Linked DNA regions of Mus musculus: region 1 is linked to region 2. The links are chromatin contacts, called in public HiChIP or PLAC-seq maps. All regions are on one chromosome and are shown on one strand. Each heading gives the region's core, a stretch centred on a gene start, on an enhancer-like site or on the middle of the called end of the contact. The rest is flanking DNA. Distances are from core to core; before and after follow the strand shown. Region 1 holds the start of Eral1 (Era (G-protein)-like 1 (E. coli)). Region 2 overlaps Fam222b (family with sequence similarity 222, member B).

What was found. HiChIP or PLAC-seq counts read pairs in DNA pulled down with a chosen protein or histone mark.
Region 1: an H3K27ac HiChIP or PLAC-seq map of the HPC-7 cell line shows a contact between it and region 2, with 5 times the contacts expected there. The contact joins the promoter of Eral1 here to the enhancer-like site in region 2. A contact is called at or near these places in 17 of 39 promoter capture datasets (3T3-L1-derived adipocytes, the C10 cell line, the HPC-7 cell line and 12 more), 2 of 15 datasets of contacts at CTCF or cohesin (the NIH/3T3 cell line and pro-B cells), 12 of 484 Hi-C or Micro-C datasets (the G1E-ER4 cell line, the HL-1 cell line, the HPC-5 cell line and 9 more), 15 of 115 datasets of contacts at active chromatin or transcription factors (the 230-238 cell line, CD8 T cells, the HPC-7 cell line and 8 more) and 4 of 9 other capture datasets (adipose tissue, embryonic stem cells, liver and 1 more).

Annotation. Positions count from the first base shown.
Region 1 is chr11:78,078,669-78,083,838 of GRCm38.p6, forward strand. It overlaps Eral1 (Era (G-protein)-like 1 (E. coli)), which reads right to left and starts at 1,715. Exons shown (of 10, transcript NM_022313.2): 1 at 1,409-1,715. The coding sequence starts at 1,691.
Region 2 is chr11:78,118,349-78,123,588 of GRCm38.p6, forward strand. All of the region lies in intron 1 of Fam222b (family with sequence similarity 222, member B), which reads left to right. Among named protein-coding and RNA genes, the nearest start is that of Fam222b, 26 kb to the left of the region's middle. Within about 2 kb of position 1,728, at least 37 of the 459 cell types and tissues checked have an H3K27ac peak or open chromatin away from gene starts, as enhancers often do. A contact at or near this core is called in the G1E-ER4 cell line, the HPC-7 cell line, bone marrow-derived macrophages and 1 more, where this site is marked.

The DNA.
Region 1 (5,170 bases), core at 465-2,964, 40 kb before region 2:
AGAGCACCCGACTGCTCTTCCGAAGGTCCGGAGTTCAAATCCCAGCAACCACATGGTGGCTCACAACCATCCGTAACGAGATCTGACTCCCTCTTCTGGAGTGTCTGAAGACAGCTACAGTGTACTTACATATAATAAATAAATCTTTAAAAAAAAAAAAAAAAAAAAAAGAGGTTTAAAAAAGAGTGGATCTCCTTTGAGACCAAGGCCAACCTGGGCTACATAACTAGACCCTGCCTCAAAAAAACAAAACCACCACACTAAATGATACCAAAGAAACGGCACTTTATAAAATGGATGTGGTGGCTCGAACCTGAAATCCCCACATGCAGGAGGCTGGGGATAGTGAGCTCCAGGTTATCCTGGTCTAGAGTGAAACTCTGTCTCAATGTCACCCTGAAAGAAGCATGGACTACAGTCTGGTAGGAGACTAGGCACTGTTACTTGCAATGCAGTATCATAAGGAGAGATTGAAACATTTTGCAGTACCTTCATAGCAGCATAGGGTACCACAGTCAGAGCTGAAATTTTTCTCCAGATCTTCCACCTCCACCTCCTCAGTGTAGGGACTACAGGCATGCACCATAAGGCCTGACTTAATTTAGGATTAAACCAAGTAGATAGGGCTCAAGATCCACGTATTGGGTCTATACTGCTTGATGAGGACTTGAGGACCTGGTAATGGCTTGGCAGAAGCCAACCCATTCTTAACTTTGAGAATAGTTTGGCATTTGAGCTTACTTGATCATTAGGTTACCTAAACTCTCTAAGTCTCTTGTTTTTTTTTTTTTTCATATGTAATATGGAATCACATTAACTATTTATGAATAACTTCTTTTTCAAAATGACAACTGTATGGGAGAAAAAAAAAACACAGGCTGGGCATTGAGGACTGAGGGAGACAACTTTGCCTTGACTAATGACTGACTGTAACCAACAGAGGGTCTAGGTTCTTCACATTCCTAAAACTCTTTATGTTGCTATATTTATTTATTTGTGTGTCAGTGGGAGCTTATGGTAGTTAGGGCAAAACTGTCTGGGTCTCAGTTTCCACCATATGAGTTCCAAGGACTGAACTCAGGTTGTCAAGCAACAAGAGCCTTCGTCTGTTTCACAGACCCTCACTTTCAAACTCTTTGACAGCCTTCTCCACTCGCCTCTCCTTGGGCTCAGGTTTATTTTTTATTAAATGAGAAGTTAAACTGCTATTTCTAGAGGCAGAGGGATTTTACTTACGATACATGATTTCCACTGCTAAAACCATCAGAGGCCGGTCATGGCCAACACCTGTAATCCCAACACTTAAGAGGCTGCAGCGGGAAGATCCGAATTCCAAGCTGGTTTGGGCTACACATCAAAACATGTCATAGAACCAAACACCTGTAACTAACATAGCTGGACCCTTTACCTCTGTGCACCGACACCGCGGGGACGCTCGGAACCAACGAACTGTCAGGCTGAGAAAATCCAAGGATACGGTCCAAGGCGGAGTCCTGACCATAACGACTAGAGGCCGAGGCCAGGAGGGGACCAGAGAAAGTGGAGCCCACGACACAGGACACGCACCTCGCCTGGTTACCTAGAAGACAGCCGGGCGGAGCAAGCCATTCCCTCCCTGCATGCGAACCCACCTGTCGGGCCCCTAACAAGGCCCGAACGAGCCCAGCGCAGTACCGCCTGGGGGCAGCCATTTTGCCGCAATGCACCCTGGTACCGATCAGAAGCGCGACGCGATTGGACCGAGAAGCCCACGGACCAACGAGTGGAAGAAAGCTAGATCGGCCCAAACAGAATCTCCATTCTACAACAAGGGATACCCTAGGAGGCGGAGGGAAAGACGGTATCCAAAGGCTAAGGAAAGGCAAAATTGTGCTGTGTTTCCTGCCTGAGTATAACAGTCGTCTTGGACTCCCAAACACATCATTTCTCCTCCTGCCAAAGTTGTGTAAAGAGCTTTTAAACCATGTCTTCCTAATGACATTCCTCGGGACACCATACCGCAGAAGCTCCTCTTAGCGGCTTAAGAGGAGAAACTCTCTTATTGCTAGGAGTGGGCGTGGGCATGGGAACGGGCTCTAAGCTTCATTTCACTAGATTTTTTTCTTTTTCTTTTTTAAGTGCTTTCTAGCCTCAACCCTGCAGGATCCTTTCTTATTTCCTCTTTTGCTGTGTTTTAGCTGGGCGTGGCAGTCTTAGGGTTACTATAGCTGTGATGAAACACCATAACCAAAAGCTACTTGGGGAAGAATGGGTTTTATTTGGCTTATATGTCTAGACTCACAATCCACTGAGGGGAGACAAGGAAGGAGCTCAAACCAAGCAGAAACCTGGAGACAGGAGTAGATGCAGAGACCGTGGAGGGGGATGCTGCTTACTGGCTTACTCCTCATGGTTTGTTCAGCCTGCTTTCTTATAGCATTTAGGAACACCAGCCCAGGTGTGGCACCACTCACAATGCCTCCCATATCAACAGTTAATTAAGAAAATGCCTACAGCCCAATCTTATGGAGGCAATTTCTCAATCGAGGTTCCGTCCTCTGAGATGACACCAGCTTGTGTCAAGTTATCATAAAACTAGTCAGCACAGGTTGCTTTGTGAAGTCTGCACCTTTTTGGTGTCTAGACCTCAGTTAAAGGGTGGTTCTGTGGTAAACATTCCTGTTGAGTAGCAGACTGTATTTACCTCTCTAAATATCAACTCCTATCTATTCTCTGAGATTAAAGCTTTTTTTTTTTTTCGAGATTAAATCTCGAGGCTCTGAGATTAAATCTTACTGAAGGAAAATGAGCAGAAGAAAAAAAAAAGCAGGTAGCTGTATGTGATGGAGCGTTCCTGTAACCCCAACATTTAGGAGGTGGAGGCCAAAGGATGAGGATATTGAGGGCCAGCCTGGGATGAATACTTGTCTTAAAAAACGGGTAAGGGGGGCTGGTGAGATGGCTCAGTGGGTAAGAGCACCCGACTGCTCTTCCGAAGGTCCAGAGTTCAAATCCCAGCAACCACATGGTGGCTCACAACCATCCGTAACGAGATCTGGTACCCTCTTCTGGAGTGTCTGAAGACAGCTACAATGTACTTACATATAATAAATAAATAAATCTTTAAAAAAAAAAAAAGATTTATTTAAAAAAAAAAAAAAAAAACGGGTAAGGGTAGGTTGAGAAACCTGGAAGATTAGATGTTGTCTTAATCCCAGCACTTAGTGGGCAGAAGAAGGATGATCTCTGCAAGTTAGAAGTCAGCTTGGTCTACCTAGTCAATTCTAGGCAAGTCAGAGATACATGGGAAGACCATGTTTGTGAATAAATAAAACAAAAATTTAAAATGGCGGGGGACATGGGTAAACTGGTGAGAACAGTTGCTGTTCAGGCTTGGTGAGTGAGTGGGTGTGGTAGTATTTTCTGGCTATACCAGAAATCTGGATACCAAAGCAAAGATTTCTGCAAGTTTGAGGACAGCCAGAGCTACATATCAATTGCCAGGCCATCAGGGTTACGTAGTGAGACTGTCCCCTACACTCAAAAGTAGATAAATTGCATACTGCAAAGTCAGCCAAAGAATACATACTAAAGACTTCGGTGTTAACAGATGGAGACAAATCCCAGGGCTGACAAAATTTTAAGGGAAATGAATCAAAGTGTCAAAGTAAATATTTGGTTTTTAAAGATTTATACTTTTTTTTGGTTTATTGTTTTTTCCAGACATGGTCTCACAGTCCTGGCCTGCCTGAAACTCATCTGCCTCTGACTCCTGATTGCTGGGACTAAAGGTGTGTGCCACCAAGCTCAGCTGGGTTTTTGTTTTGTTTTGTTTTACTTATAATCATGAGCACATGTGCTACATGTGTATAGGGATCCAGAGGCCAGAGGCGTCCAGTTTCCCGGAGCTGGAGTTATAGGAGTTGTAAGCTGAACACATGCTATTAAGAACTAAACCTTACTTGGGAGGAAGAGGCAGGCAGATTTCTGAGTTCAAGGCCAGCCTGGTCTACAGAGTGAGTTCCAGGACAGCCAGGGCTATACAGAGAAACCCTGTCACAAAAAAAAAAAAAAAAAAAAAAAAAAAACAAAAACCAAGCTGGGTGTGGTGGCGCAGGCCTTTAATCCCAGCACTTGGGAGGCAGAGGCAGGAGAATTTCTGAATTCGAGGCCAGCCTGATCTACAGAGTGAGTTCCAGGACAGCCAGGGCTACACAGAGTAAACCCTGTCTCAAAAAAAGAAAAAAAGAAAAACCAAAAATCAAAAAAAAAAAAAAAAAAAGAACTAAACCATTTTTTTTTCCAGCCTGTTGTTTGTTAGGTTTTGTACTACTGGTGACCCAACTAGTATGAAAATTTTTCCCACATCTCCAAATAAATTTTTTTCTTTTCCTTTTCTCTCTCCAGCTTTTTTCTGTTTTCATAGATTGACCTGGAACTCACTTTTCCCCTTGTTTATTTATTTATTTATCTATTATTTATTATTCATTTGTTCACGTTATATTCCGATTGCAGCCCCTCTCTGCCCAGTCCCCACCCCCGTAAACAGCCCCTCCCCCTATCCCCCTCCCCCATGGGTACCAACCTACCCTGTCACTTCAGGACTGAGCAATCCTATCTCACTGAGCCCAAACAAGGCAGCCCAGTTAGGGGAACAAGATCCACAGGGAGGGAACAGAGTCATGGATAGTCTTTTTGCCAGTTGTTAGGGGAACCCAATTGAAAACCAAGCTGCACATCTGCTACATATGTTGCAGGGGGTGCGTGCGGGGAGTCAGGTTCAGCCCACGTGTGCTCTTTGGTTGGTGGGTCAGTCTCTGGGAGCACCCAAGGGTCCAGGTTAGTTGATTCTGTTCGTCTTCCTGTGGAGTCCCTATCCCTATCGATTCTCTCAACCCTTCTCGCAACTCTTCTCCAAGACTCTCTGAGCTCTGACCAATGTTTGGCAGCTCCTGGGTGAGCCTCTTTCTTATAGGCAGGACAAATTTTGGGTCAGAGGTTTTGTGGATGAGTTGGTGTCCTTATCCCTCCACTGGGATTCCTGCCTGGCTACAGGAGGTGGTCACTTCAGCCTCCTTATCTCCAACTGCTAGCAGTCTCAGCTGGACTTCCTCTCAGACTCCCTGGAGTCTCCCCCATCCCAAGTCCTACAGATATCATCCTGCAGGCCCCACCCTCACCAGTCTCTGAT
Region 2 (5,240 bases), core at 478-2,977:
CTGGTCTCCGTGGAGGCCAGAGGTTGATCAAGAAATTTTCTTTTCTTTTTAAAAAAAAAAAAGGTCTTAAAATTTTCATTTTATGTATGTAGGTGTTATACCTGTGGATCACCGGTGTGCCTGGTGTCCCTGAAGACCAGAAGAGGGCATGGGATCCCCTGTAACTTGTGTTATAGACAAAATGATTGTAAGCTTTTGTGTGGGTGCTTGGAATTTAGTCCAGGAAGAGCAGCCAGTGCTGTTTGTTAGCTTCTGAGCCATCCCTCTATCCCCTTTACTATACTCAGTCAGGATTTCTTACTGGATTGGACTGTGCTGACTCAGACAGAGCAAGCTTCCTTGCTGCCCCTGATCTCTGACCTAGCACTGTGGTTTTAGATATGTGGATGTTAGGGACCTAAATTCAGGTTGGGTTTGGTTGTTTGGTTGTTTGGTTTTGGTTTTAGTTTAGTTTTTTTGAAACAGGGTCTTTATGTGGTTCTGGCTGCCCTACTATGTAGACCTAGCCTGGAACTCACGGAGGTCCTCCTGCCTCTGGCTCCCATGTGCTGGGATCAGAAATGTGCATCACCACAACTGGCCCCCAGATTCAGGTCTTTATGCTTGTATAGCAAGGAATTTACCCATCGAGCCATTTCCTTACCTCTGGTCTTGGACTCCAGATCCTCCTGCCTTAGACTACTAAGGGCTGGGATTACAGTTTTTTTCTTACTATTTATTACTTAATTTTTACAGTGTAGAGGGCTTTGTGCATGTGGGCAAATCACTGTCAACTGAGTTATACCGCCAGATCTAACAGGTCTGTTTTCTTGTCTGGCTCTGCAGTCAGTAATTTGTATGGTGTGATAGTTGGGCTCCCCAAAGGATTTTTCCCAGGAGGCAAGAGGCTATGTATAGAGTTATTAATGGTGTATCTGAGTTCGTCTCCAGGTATCATTTAAAGGTCTTGGGAGCTCAGATATAGCTTCTGCAAGGAAACAGTTATGCAGAGCTGCGGGTTGTAGTTTGTTAGGTTGAAGGGACAGTTCACTGAAGTTAAAGTAGGGCATTGACTTTTCTTTAGCAGTGTGTTTACCCCTGTGATGTGCAGCTTGGATTGTAAGAAAAATGGCTTTATGTTCTCTTTAAGGGGAGACTCTAGTCTAATCACATCTGAAGTGTGAAACGATCCCTTGAGAAAGTGAAGGAAGCATTGGCTTCTTCGCTTTGCTTAGTTCTTGGAATAATATGCTTGGGTGTAGTGCGCTTTGGAGGTGGGGAGCGCTCAAGGCGAGAAGGTATTAGAGGTCTTGGGATGCTGCTTTAAGTGAGAGGCAGTGTGTTCATGTGGAGATGTGTCTGATGACAGTTTTTAGCTTTATCAATCATACGTCACAGCCAGTATCTTTTTTTTTGCTTGCTTTTTTTTCCTCCCCACAGGTTTCCTGGAACTGGCCCTGTAGACCAGGCTGGCCTCAAACCCAGAGGTCTGCTTGCCTCTGCCTCCTAAGCTCACAACCAGTATCTTGTGTGTTTTCTCTTTTACCATTTTTAATTAATTTATTTAAGATGCGTGCACACATGCACAGGGCTCACCAGGAGCATCTGGGGGTCAGAGGACGACTTGTGGGAGTTGGTTCCTGGAGACTGAACTCAGGCCCTCAGAGCTGGCCGCAGGCTCCTTCCCTTCTGAGCCATCGGCGGCCCTCTCGCCTTCTCTCCCTCACTCAGGCTTGACTGTGGAGTCAAGCTCAGGCTTTTGAGGAAGTTCTGTGCTGAGTTCAGTCCTGAGGGCTGACTCGGTGGGTAGGGTTTGTATCTGTTCACCACTCAGATAAAGATTTAGGACATGGGTTGCTGAATGAATAAAAGAAATACAAAGGGGAAGGAAAGAAACATGATAAATAGGTTTCATTTAGTCAAAGAAATTTTGGTTTTGGATCGGGTGGCAGATGAGGTTGCTCTGTGGTATGTTGGAGGAACATGTTTATTTTAGATATGTAGGAGAGCATAGCCAGAGCCAGGTCCCTCTGGGAGAGTCCAGAGTGGACGTGACCCTGATCTGGGCCGTGTGAGACAGAGGATAGAGGGAGGAAGAGAGGAAAAGGGGACCAGGTGCAACAGCAGGAGGCCAAAGTATGAACAGGGGCGGGTAGTCAAATGGTTGGATTATGTACAGCAGAGCAGCCCATTTTTCCTAGACGGGAGAGCTCAGGGTAGAGGACTGGATGCGAGGTAGGTAGCAGACCCTATGACAGGTAGGGGCTGAGGGGCTCAGGGAGAACCTGGTGGCCAGGTCCACTTTGATATGTTCAGTAGGCATCTAGCTCTTTGTCCCAGGTTCGAAATCTAAACGCTGCTGGTGAGTTACTGAATACTTCCTGAAGAATGGTCCAGGCAGATTGTATCTCAGTCAGTTTAATCCTCAGAAGTTTGCAGGTCTGTCCCTGATGAGAACCAGGGCTGCCTTTCTAATGATGTTGCCTTTTAAGAATTCTTTTGACTCACCAAAAAAATTGTGTGTGGTGGGGGTGCTGGAGAGATGGCTCAGCAATTAAGAGCAATGGCTGCTCTCCTAGAGGATCTGGGTTCAACTGCAACCACATGGCAGCTCACAACTGTCTGTAACTCTAGTTCCAAGGGATCCGAAACTCTCACACAGACATGCATGCAGGCATATTACTAATGCACATAAAGTAAAATTAAATAAATTATTGGGAAAAAAAGCTTGTTGAGTTGTACATATGTTGGTCAGTGCCTCAGAGCAGTCATATGCCTGCAGCAGTCAGAGGCTGAGGTAGGATTTTAAATTTGAGACTAGCCTGTGCTACATAGGGAGACTATAAAGAAATTGGTAATTAATAAATTAATCAAGTAAACAGCCAACCATGATGATAAATAGGCTTCATTTAGTCAAAGAAATTTTGGTTTTGGGTCAGGTGGCAGATGAGGTTGCTCTGTGGTATTAGATCTCATTGTTTGACTCTCTCTGGTTTTATAACTAGTGGGACAATGAGCTAACGTGTCCATTTTGGAAGCAGGCCAATGATAACATTGCCCTTGGGCCTGGATGGATTGGAAAATAGGACAGAGTAAACAATTGCGGGTATAAATAATGAATCTTCCTGCTGAGTCTTGGGAGAATGAGAGAGATTACCCTCAAAGCCGTTCAGTCTGTCAGTGACAGGGAAGTCCACTGAATTAATTACCTGGACTGCGTTTGTCGCTGGATGCATTATGGGATTGCTAGAGCCATTCAAAACAAAGTTACCTTTCAATTAAAAAAATGTTTTATTATTTTATGTGTATGGCTATTTTGCCTGTATGTCTGTCTGTGTACCGTGTCATGACCAGTGTCCTCAGAAACTTGGAGGGTGTTTTGGCTCCCCTGGAACTGGGTTGCAGAGGGTTGTGAGCTGCCACCTGGGTGCTGGGACTCAAACACTAGGGCTTCTGGAAGAGCAGCCAGTGTTCTCAACCACTGAGCTATCTTTTCAGCCCCCAAAGTTACCTTTGCCTTTCAGAATTTTCTTTTCAACCAAGTAAATCAAGTTGTTTTTTTTTTTTTTTTTAATCTACCTTTTAGAATGTAGTCCTTCGAGTTCTTACCCAAACTTGGTTCTCTGTGAACAGCCTTTTGTTTAGCAAAATAACAGACCTCTGCTTAACAAGAAATTTCATTGTTTGTAATTATGAGGCAAATAAAAAGGTCTGGGTCTGCCTTACAGAGTTCTTGGTTTGAATACATACCATACTTCAAAATTAAATGCATTTATAATATATTATGTTAGCGACTTAAAAAGGGTTAAGCCAGGAGTTTCTAGTATTGAGATACATTTTGTTTTTGTTTTTGTTTTTTTTGTTTTTTTCAAGACAGGATTTCTCTGTGTATCCCTGGCTGTCCTGGAACTCACTTTGTAGACCAGGCTGGCCTTGAACTCAGAAATCCGCCTACCTCTGCCTCCCAAGTGCTGGGATTAAATGTGTGTGCCACCACGACTGGCTGAGATAAATATTTTTACTTCTAGATTTGTTTTCATCTAAGGATTCAATAATTACTTTCTCTGTATTTTTTTCAAGATAGGGAAAACTAAGGCTTTTCAAGAATCAGATAATGTAGTGATTTAGTAGTGAGGTCAGACTGAGAACCATGATTTCTGAGTTAGAATCTTCTCTTCTCTGAATTTCAGGGAGGCCTGGAGCTTGCAATCCTCCTGCCTCAGCCTCTCGAGTCACTGAGATTGTAGATTGAATTCTAGATCATCTTTCTTCAGTTGATAGAATTGCAAACATTACACTATTTTGATTTCTTTCCTCTGGATTTCTAACTGTATTTAACGGTTTTCTCCTATAATGTAGGAAATCCTTCCTTTAAGTTATTTAAAAATAGGGGTAGAATTCAATGGAAGAACATAAACTTAGCACCCCCAAAGCTCTGGGTTTCATCCCCAGGACTGCAAAAAAAAAAAAAAAGTCAACAAGTAAAAATTTCCTGCTTTCTCCTTGGAATGCTGTTTTTGTTTCTCTGGTTGCCAAGGGAATCCAAAGATTAGGACACTATTACCAATCAAAAGAAAAAAGGGAAAAAGGTTTCCTGTGGGATGTTCTAAGAAATAAAGACAAACTCCACAATAGATGAAGTTGGTTACATTCCAGCCCTTATCAGCAGACATACAGGACTACGGTTAACGCTTCCTTTCTGACCACTGGAACAACCACCTCTTGATTATTCATTATTTCTACAAAAAAAAAAAAAAAAAAAAAAAAAAAGCAAAGAAGCAAAGCATAGAAGAAATACCCAAAGATGCTGCAGAGCCATGCTTTTATTTTACTACTTTGTGCGTATGGGTGACTGTGCACCATGTGTGCGCCTATGTCCACAGAGCCAGAAGAGGACATCAGAGCCCCTAGACCCAAACTTGCAGGTGATCCTGGGGCACCTTTTTTGAGATGGGGTCTCAGTACGTAACTCTGGGTGGCTTGGACCTAGAGTAAACCAGGCAGACTTTGAATCGCAGAGCTCCACCAGCATCTGACTGTTGTTTTTGAGACAGAGGCACTTTACAAAAACAGTCCAAAGTAGTTCTGTTAGTTAATGCGTTAGGTCTACTGTACATCAACTGTTTGGTTGAGGGCAGTATCAAGGCAGGGCTCATGTGAGCCAGTGTAATATGAGGGTCTGTGAGGACTCAGTAGCACTGCTGTTAGCTCAGGGAGTCTGATCCTGAGTAACTTATTTTACATCTATTTAAGCTCAGCAC